Regions from separate parts of the Acanthopagrus latus genome. Here region 2 is linked to region 1. Evidence: chromatin contacts called from public Hi-C data. All regions are on one chromosome and are shown on one strand. Each heading gives the region's core, a stretch centred on a gene start, on an enhancer-like site or on the middle of the called end of the contact. The rest is flanking DNA. Distances are from core to core; before and after follow the strand shown. Region 1 holds the start of nkx2.2a (homeobox protein Nkx-2.2a). Region 2 holds the start of ralgapa2 (ral GTPase-activating protein subunit alpha-2).

Evidence for each region. Hi-C and Micro-C count contacts between places; a contact is called where the count stands out from the background.
Region 2: a Hi-C map of muscle shows a contact between it and region 1, with 5 times the contacts expected there. The contact joins the promoter of ralgapa2 here to the promoter of nkx2.2a in region 1. A contact is called at or near these places in 3 of 4 Hi-C or Micro-C datasets (liver and muscle).

The regions. Positions count from the first base shown.
Region 1 is chr16:17,163,611-17,168,804 of fAcaLat1.1, reverse strand. nkx2.2a (homeobox protein Nkx-2.2a) reads right to left here and starts at 1,324. Exons shown (of 3, transcript XM_037125126.1): 1 at 1,067-1,324.
Region 2 is chr16:17,323,298-17,328,451 of fAcaLat1.1, reverse strand. ralgapa2 (ral GTPase-activating protein subunit alpha-2) reads right to left here and starts at 2,234. Exons shown (of 40, transcript XM_037072098.1): 1 at 1,985-2,234. The coding sequence starts at 2,090. It overlaps LOC119004832 (a long non-coding RNA gene), which reads left to right and starts at 2,163. Exons shown (of 2, transcript XR_005070323.1): 1 at 2,163-2,291; 2 at 2,400-2,581.

The DNA of each region.
Region 1 (5,194 bases), core at 75-2,574:
TTGGCGGGGTGGGTGAGGCGGGGCGGGGGGGGGGTAAAAATGGCTCGAGTCTCCGAGACTTCTTCAGATGATTCGGGAGGGACGACCACTATTTGCAAATGTGTGGAACATTTGGACAAATGGGTGAATGAATGAATGAATGAATTAATGAATGAATAAATAAATAAGTAAATAAATAAATAAATCACCCTCTCCAGGAGAACCTGATCTGCCCCGCTCGAGATGGCACAAGTACAGACAACTTGTCCTCCTTGTTAGGCAGCCTGTGTGTGAGTGCGGTAATAACATTAACAGCTGTTGACATCTGTAGAGCTCTAGCGGTCTCTACCGGCACATTTAAGAAACAACAGGGGGTGTCTTATTGTTCGCACCCAATTAGACAACTAAAACAGCCAACGCTCGGACGTGGACTCGGACAAATGGGAAGATTTCTAAAATATAAGGGACAGTTTGGACGCCTTTTCTGCAAACGCATGTTATCTTCATCTATGCCCGGCAAACTTTAAGACACACAGGTGCTCTTCGGTAAATGAGGCGTTACCATGTCAGGGCAACGTTTATGGAAACTGTGTGCTGAGTTCTGATCTAAAATGTGTGGATTTTATTTGGTTGTTGGGGAAAAAAAAGCATATACTTTTTTTTTTTTTTTTTTTTTTTTTTTAAGAAATGCTAAAGATATTCAAATCCTGCCCTTCTTAAAAAAAGAAGAAATAAAAAAAAATCAGTCTCGGGCGTGAAGGCGCAGGCCACTCTCACAGTCACAACGACACTGTTCAGCCAGGCACAAACTGCCCACGTGAGTGTCTAATGGCCACCAGCGACAGTGCGCTTAAACACACACAGGCCTGCATTCTGAATAAGGATCCTATTCTAAGCAGGGTTATAGAGATCAGGGTTATTCTACACTCAGGGACTTAAATACGCGCAGGTACGCATACAATACCATAAGCAAGAAAATAAGAAATGCCGATTAGTCTGTTGAAAAAGAGAAAAAAAGAAGAAAAAGAGAAAGAGAGAGAGAGAGAAATATTGTATGCAAACTGACTGGAGCATCCAGTGCGCTTACCTAGACAGGAGGGGGGCTGAATGTGTTGCCAGCGTTAAGACAGCGCGCAGGGTTAATGAAATATCTCCAAATGGGAGTCAGGAGTGCGTGCAGAGATAAGCCTGATGTGGTTTATATACCCAGAAAGCAAGTGCTCCTCTTCTCATATTGTCCAAGAGCGTTTGCATAGCTGGCCAAGTGGCTCTGCTCTTGCTGACTCGCTCACATTGCACGGTGTTTGCTTTACCCTTGCTATGACGTGAGACAAAATATTGGCCATATGTTCATCGGCAATAAATTGGCCTTGAGCGCAAACACAGCTCCCTGAGGGCGCTGCTTTTAACCCACACAACTAGTTTTCTGTCTTTGGGAGGCTTTGGGGACACCAAACTATCTGCCACACAGTGCAGGTGGATGATAATGTCACAACAGCCTGTTTAAGAGATAATTGTGCGCCTATGGAAGAGCTGCCGGTTGATCTTTATACCGCGACCTATTATTCGTCGCGCAGGGCGCTCTAATAAATCGCTTGGTAACCAAGAAGCAGCGCTGTCCAAAGAGCAGATGTGGCATGTTGTCCACGCCACGGCTGCGTTTACATTAGATACCCCGATAAAATGATTGATAACCAAGGTCACAGTAATTCACAATGACTCGGGACCCGGGCATCTCCCATGAGGCGGGCCACTAACACATAATGTTTGCTAAATAGATCCACATGTGTCGACAAGCGAAAAACAGGCGCAAATGTGTGTGAGCCGAGGGCCACAGAGCGGAGAAAGTGTCACTCAGAAACACACACAAAAAAAAAGCCGGCTGTGGATGCCAAAATCACTGCTCAGTGGCGCGTTAACGAGGCGTTAAAGTAATCTGCTTCAGTGCAACACAACAAACAGATAATAATATTTATTCTTATTCTTATTATTACTATTATCAGTACGAATAGTCAGGTGTTTTTGCATGCACGTAGCTTGATGTATCAATCTCAAAGCCACACGGAAAACATTTGGCATGCATGGTGATGGTATTATTCCCGCAACTTTATATCCTAAAGGTAAGAAGAAAATAACATTTCAAAAAGTGCACATAGCCTATGCCAGAGTATTCTAGTGCTTTCAAAGAAAACAACCAAACCATCTTCCTTTGGCATTTTTAGAAGATAGAATCCGCACAGTACACGTTCATATAATTAAATTAGTATCCATTCCAGCTCAAGCAAACTGGCAACGCGTTTATAAACCGTGGGAGGCGTAATGTGTGCGTAATACGCTGTGAAAAACGGCAACTTCTTCTTCAGCCTGATTTTCCAAACACGAGCAGAAAAGGAGCCGCTGCGTGACTCATTTTTACTGTTTATTTTTAGCCGCTGTTTTCATGAAAAAAAAAAAAAAGATAATTAAATAAAATAAATGCCTCAAATCTCTTCGGCAGCGTCTATTTACACCTGTTGCACGACCACCGGCAACACCTCCCCGCACAGAAAACATCCTCTCCTCTGTCAGAGGTCGTTACGAGGTGTATGTGGCCGGTGTAAAGATGATGACAGGAGACGCCAGTAATTGTCGAGGAAGAAAGCAATACCAGGCAAACACTAGTTGTGCCATTACGACCGACACCTCTGGGGGGGTTTGGATAACTTAAATCAGAACAATGATTTTATTGTGGGCAGTCTGGAATCTATGCATGATAATAATGGTGTTGCCTGGTAGTGCAGGAGCGACCATCAATCAATAGCGAATACATTTACTGATGGGTTTTGTGCTGGGGCCACTTTGCTGATGAAAGACGGGAGATTATCCTCCCCGCCATCACCGCGTTCAAGAGTATCGCTAAGACGCGGAGAATACAAATAAATAAATTGGCCTCATACCACGTTTTTGAAATTCTGCATTAAGGCGGAGTAGTTAGTTAGAGTTGGAATGTATTCATGAGGTCCGGGGCGCATGTGAGAGAAAGCTTTCCACTCAGCCGCCCTGTGAATACACTTGTGCTCGTTTGAGATTTCGCCACAAGTGCTCTGGGCGCTAAATACGAGACCTCCTGAAAAAAAAAAAAAAAAAAAAAAAAAAAAAGGATGGGTAAGATAGGCCTCGCCGGTCAAGCTATTATCAATCCCTGCCCTGGAGCCTGATGACTAAGATACTTCAGATGTAGTTAGCGGCCGCGTAAGGACACTGATGGCACGGCGGTCTGAAATCAATCAGTTCAAGTTTTAATGTATCGACCACTCGAGGGGAACGAAAACGATGGAGAGCTTCTCGACACACAAACGCCAGGGAGAGCGGGTTGATTTTCATGGAAGATACACTTTGAAAAAAAAAGAAAGAAAGAAAGAAAGAAAAAAAGGAGGGGGGAGAACAAAGTTTGATTAAACCTGAGGGCTCACTTCGAGGCTCATACACGATGATGGCCGGTGCCATCAATTTGAAAGGCTTAGCATTTCTTTTTTCCTCCTTCTTCTCCACAGATACACGCACTTAGAGAGGTTTAGCATTAGATCACCAAAGCCCTCGGTGTTAAAGCGCGTGAATGGGTGTTTTTTAGCCCTTTAAGAGATGTGAGGCAAAGTAGAGGAGATGAGTTGTTTTCCAACAAAGTGCCCAATTCTGCACACCGGCGGATATTACCATTTCTTAAATGACAACGGTGCATTGTGAATCTGAGGAGCTCTGAGGAGTGCAGGGCGATCGGTCTTAACATTTATGCCCTGTTATGTTACCCACTGGAGAGGAAGAGAGGGGAGGGAACAAATAGTGTGAAAGTGGCGGACTGTGTCAGTGTTAGCTGAGTGGAGGGAGAGAAAAAAAAAAGTTCCCTTAGAGCACTCATGAAATGTCTGGTATTTCCATCAAAATATCGGATTTATGGCTTGCATGGAAGGGTTTTGTGGGCATTACTTGACATGAATAACTTTGGGCTTGAATACCTCTTTTTCCAGTGCTAAGCATCTGGTGCAAGGCCAGTGCTTGGCCTTGGAGAGCCATATAGCTGTTTGAAAAACCCTGCTGCTGAGGCTAAGGGCCAGAAATACAGTACTTAGCTGACACATTGTGTAAGCTGTGGCATCTGGGTACAAAACAAATGCTCCAGTCAAGGTCAGGCGCCTGAAAAGCTGCGAGCTTCACACAATAATGAAGAATTGATCCGCTAAAAAATTTCACTTAACTATATGTCGACGGAGTCAGGTAGCCTACCATCAGAAAGGGCAGCTCATGTTAAACGCCACAGATGAGAGCGGGGACATATATGAAGGACGCAGAAACTCCTCACACATCAAGGCTGCGTGAGCACATTGTAAAGCACGAGTCAGAAACATGGCTTTGAGGTTGCTGACTTGTTTAATAGCTGGATATGTGAAAGGTGCATTATATACAGACTGGAGATATGTTAAAGGAGAACCTCAACAAATAAATGGATATTAATTAAATCTTATTAAATGCAGCCGTTTCCACTCAGGGCAAAGGGTCATTTTCAAAAATAGATAATGCAAACCGACAAGTAGCCCAAGCTCTTTCAAGGCTGACAGAGGCATGAAACTATCTTGGTTCAATCACTGAGTCAAAGCAACTGTCAAAGAAACTATCTTTAAGAAAAACATAAAGGTACGGGCCTGTATCCAAAAAATGAATAAATAAATTAAAAAAAATTTAACCTTCAAGTTGTGTTTTGGTGGAAATATGTTGTATTTACAGTCTTCCATGCCAAACTGTTGATTTCTCAGAAATCAAGCTGAAATAACCATAACATCAAAAAAAAATCCTCACGTTTTCAAAGAGATCCGTTTCCACATTGAGGAACACTGAGGGTGTTCGAAGAACAAGGCTAAAAGTCTATAGCCATAAAAAATGATCTGATCTGATCTGATCTTATCTTATCTTATCTTATCTTATCTAAAGCCCAAAATGACAATAAAATTATAATGTTAAGTAGGTGTAGAAGAGTGCTACAGGAATGAGTCCTGCAACCCAGGGATGAGTTCGCATTTTTATATTTTTTGTAGCTCTCAAATTTTGTTTTCAGTCAAATGCTTGAAATACGGTCTGTGGTTAACACAAGCTTAAGATGTTTTTGTGTTTCGTTCTACAACATAACGCCACGTTTGAATTATTGAGCATTTTCATGCCTTTAAAGAGGCGGTTGCTAACAGGT
Region 2 (5,154 bases), core at 985-3,484, 160 kb before region 1:
TGCAACGCCAGATATATATTTATATATCTGTCAGTGATGTGCTGAATTGTGGTAGATATCAAAACATATGAACAGTGATAAAGATGTTATGATTGTTTGAACATCAGTTCAATCTATACTGTGTTTAGGGCTGCACAATTAATCAAAATATAGTCAAAGTCACAATATATCTAGGTGCAATATCCAAATTGCAAAATGCTGCAATATTTATTTCTTTTTCTAAAAACGTAAAACTGTGGGACAAAACAGCAATAAAATGAAGTACTGTTGTTCTGCCGAGATGCCCTGGCATACAAATCTTGTTCTCCAGATGTAAAAGCACATCTTTGCTATAGACCCCAACACATGAGAAAATTAAAACTGTGCTGCAAAGGATCATTTTCACCAATTGTGAAACATACTGCAATCCAAGTCTGATTTTTTAAGCATACTGCGCAGCCGCCCACTGCATTACTATGCAAGTACAAGTAAGAGTTGATGAGAATACATATTAGATTGCATTACTTTCTTATGAGAGGCAATTTCTGTGGCTACCTGAGCATATGTGGCCTTCTTCCACTGAAATCCTGGAGGGAAAGCACATCATATAGTACACTGCACTTGTCATGAATCCATTGTAGTTTTCATGCATATCTCGCAATTCCCTCTTGACAACTTTCCTCCTCTATACACTTTCCCAATGTACCCACTGACGCAGTTTGGCTGTGATGCAATGAGAAAAATAACAGGGCTGTACATGTACACATGCTACAGTACCCAACACTACGCAAGGCTTCTTGGTTTTAATAGAATGATTCAGATACAGTTACAGCTGCATCATCAATGAAAATATTAGCTAAACTGCTAAGTGCACTGCTCTCATCGCAGCTGCCAGGTGTTAATTTAGGTAAAATGTGTGAAAAGGTTTGTTTGTTTTTTTTCTGTGAAAATTAATATTGCAATGCAAAAATGATCATTCCCATTAACCATGACTCACAAAGTAATACTCAACATTGATGAACATAATTACAATATCTATGTCTACCATATTGTGCAGACCTAGAGTCTGCAGTCATCTGCCTCCTATTTGAATGATTTTTGTAAAGTGGATTTGGCATCCAGGCCTTTTAGGGGCAAAGAAATCCACTATCTGGACTCTTTAGCAAATCATGCTATTTGAAAGTGGATTGGAAATAGGTTCCATTGTGTGTAATACGGAACTCTGATATGCAGCACAAGTCAGGCTACAGCAGAGCAAATTCATGTCTCTTTCAGCCTTCACAGTGAAGAAAGAGGGCTGAAAAATCAGCTACACAACAGCTTTATGACTATCGTAAATCCTGCACTTCCTTGTCCAGTGAAAGCAACAGAGCACTCCTTCAGTACGACACATTTACGTTTTGCATTATTTTCAAATCAAGTATCTCTGGGGCAGTGTAACTTGATAGCAGCCCAACCTGACAACCAGCTACTGGAAAGATCTATTCTCTTTAAAGTCTATCGCTGGAGACCTATATTTGTCATATTCAGTGCTGAGCTAGAGTCTTGCATTTACTACGTTTTGTAATACAGACAGGATGACACAGGACTAAATGACAACAGATGTTGTTGTGGGCATCTGCTTCTCCACCACTGATGCTCTGACAAGGTAGCTTCGGCTAGCATCGACTGGCTAGTTAGCCACAAGGAGAGCTAGCTCACGTTAGCTAGCATCCATGCCTTATCACAGTGACTTGTCTTTTATGAGCGCGTAAAAAAAAATAAAATGGAAACATATGGTAAGTGGCAAACACTTTAAATAGCAATGTTGGGTTTTTTTTGGCATTGTGCGAGTTTATGCTACCTGTCATCTTGCTTGACTGGGTCACCGCAGTGACAGCCAGCCAGCCAGCCAGCTAACCTGACGCCTTGTTTGACGTTAGCTGTTATCGGCTAGCTAGCTAGCTAGCTCGACTAGCTAAGCCTCGGCGATGCAGCATCAAAAGCCCGGTGACATTTCACTCACCTAACAGTGACCGGAGGTGTTTGAGCCGGGTCAGTACATCCTTCTTTGGGTCCAGAACTTTCTGTGTAGATTTCTTGACGTCTCCATGCCCCCTTCGAGTGAACATTCCGCTGTACAATGCAACCGTGGAAGCTGAAATCACCTGTGTTTCACCATACACCAAGCCTCCAGTGTGACTGTCACTTTCCTCACCACCACGCTATGCCTGCTCGGTAAACATTGGTCCGATGGCCGCTGGTGTCCTGTTTTTTTGTGGGTGTGTAAACACGGAAGCAGCCTGACAGAGAGGAGTGGTCATATTACTTGTGTACGCCTCCTTGTTTATAACCGTTCCACCTTGCACTTCATCTGTTTGTTCTGTCCATTTTGATTAATTATTCCATCTTTCAGGATACTTGGACTTTTTTTTTTTCAGGGCCGAGCTGTTACATTGTGCAGAGAAAGGTTCCCTCTCGTTTCAGTTCCAACGTGTACCTAAAGACAAGCTTGAATGCATCCTGCAGCAAACTTGTGCTGAAGACTGGCACCCACCCTCCGTCTAAGAAAGGGGCTTATCGATATTACTTTCTTTCATACAATACAGGTTTGATAAAATGAGGATGAGTTATGTTGTTCTTCTAGTTCCCAAACGCCCCCTGGTGGTCGAAATGGATAAACACCACAGCAGAGGAGATGAGGATCCATCTTTATCATACTTTCATAATATTAAATTATCATTTGAATAGCAATGCACCGGGAGGAATAATATTTAAGTACACGTAAAGCTAAAGTGGGAGACTTCCCTGGATGACTGTCTGGAATGGAAATACGGGTGTATGATTGTACAATAGAGCGGCAAGCGCAGATCATTTTCATGACTGATTAATCTGAAGTTTACTGTCTCTATGATATTTTCTAAGTATCTGGAGAAAAAAAAATGCCCATCACAACTTCAAGCCCAAGCCGTCATAACAGCTCGTTATGTCAAGCCAACAATCATAACCCTAAACCTCCACTGTAATATTATACAAGAATACTAACAAGCAAATCCACCAGTTTTTTTTCTGTGCAACATCATGTGCAATGTTCAAATGTCATTTATAGATTTCACGTAGCATTCATTTATACTGTTAACTACCATCAAGTTTTACAAACTCTGATATTAGTCAACATTATCTACACTGTAATTTAGTCTCCATTTCTATTCTATTTCAATTCAATAGCAATTCTATTTTCAAATGTGTGTCTGTGTGTGTGTGTGTATATATATATATATATATATATATATATATATATATATATATATATATATATATATATATATATATATATATATATAGTATGTATGTGTGTGTAGCTGTCACATATCAAAGTTTATTGCACACATTTTATTTATTTATTTATTTTTTCGCACAAGTCTCTAACATACTAATTTTTCCTCGGGAATCTGTAAAGTCATTCTGATTCTGACTCTCCCATTTGAGGAGACGGGATGTTTGTTGGCATTTTTGAAAATGACTCCAACAGGTTTGATAAATGAAAACCCTATCACACCAAGTGTAAGGGGTAATTTTAGCAAACACACAGCATCTTATTATCACATTACGAGACATAGTTAACACACTTGGACTGTAGAAGAATGTTCTGTATGTTACAGTGCATGAGTGCAATTTGGATGGATTTGGCATGCAGGCCTGATATTAAAATCCATTGGATAACCACACAGTAGAGTTTTCTGTGTTCATTAATTCATTAGTATATTATTTTGACAAAATGTGTGCTCCTTTGATTCATTTCCGTCATTACAAGAACCAAGCTACACAGTTTTAAAAAACATTAATGATGAGTGCATTCCATTTCCATTGTTAAGTTCATTGGCTCTGGTGTGGTGCATGGTTGCCCACTGACTTAATGGGCACTACAATGGAATCAAGTTATTGTTGATAGAATTGGTTATATATGTGTGTTTACCTACCATAAGAAGTTTTGGATAGTGCATTATTGTAGTAAAGGTGTCAAATAATCCATTTAATATTGTATATAGCATACTATATAATTGCATAACGATGGCCAAACCTCAGAAAAAAAAACATGTCTCCCTATCAGTCTTCCTAACTGAATGCAGCAATTGTTACAATACAGATAAGACTGAACCAGGAAACCTAACGTCCAGATGAGTGAGACCTGTATCATTTGATGTTCACACTCTGATATGCTGACACGCATGAGGAGAAAAGGGGAATAACAGTCTCACTGCTCACAAGCTGCGCCCACTTGACACTTAAAACTGGAGATTTTCATAAATGAGAATAAGAATACAAGGGTATCTTTAAATAGAAGAGCTCTCCTGCAGTCAAAAGTAAACTTAGGGTTATGCTAAATTGCACAGAGTTCGGTGTGCTTATGGCTTTAATGGATTTTCAAAATCATTTGTTCTACATGGTTGTGCACACAACAAATTCCATCTTGGAAATGAAAAAAAAGGAGAAAAAAAACAAACGAAAAAAACAAGTGTTTATGTTCTGAGATGAATCTTAAGTTTGAAGAAATTGGATGTGTCCGTTAATCAGCCCCAGTAAACTGACACTCGTTGCAATCTCACACTTTCGCTTGTCTGAACCTATCTGTCTTACTTTGGAGGCAATTAATTTTGAGGCTAAGCTGAGAAAATTATTTTATTTACACATTTTAGACACATCTCATTGAAGACAGAGCTTAGACTGCAGAGTCAAGATGGAGTTCAAGTTTGTGGCTGAGAATTCTTTTCCGACTTATTATTAGATAAAGCCTAATAATATGAAGAAAAAGACATATATTTATAACTGTGCCGCTGTTGCCCCATTCCATATCGCATTATACAATACTCTGTTTTTGAGACTTGGAATTATAAAATAAAGTCTATTAATATAAAAGAGCAGACATACATATTTAACTCTACCGCTGTTGCCCCTATTATATATCACATTATACAATATGTGTGTGTTTTTTTTTTTTTAAACCTAAGTGTTATAAAACAAAGTCTACTAATATAAAATAATAGATATATTCATAACTGTTTCAATGTCTCAAGATTGGGAGCAAGTGTAACATTCTTTGGTTTTACATCAGTAATCAAAATCCTCTCAAACTATGCCTCCATACAAACTAATTAAATAGTATAAGTAATCACATTATTACACAAATATAATAAC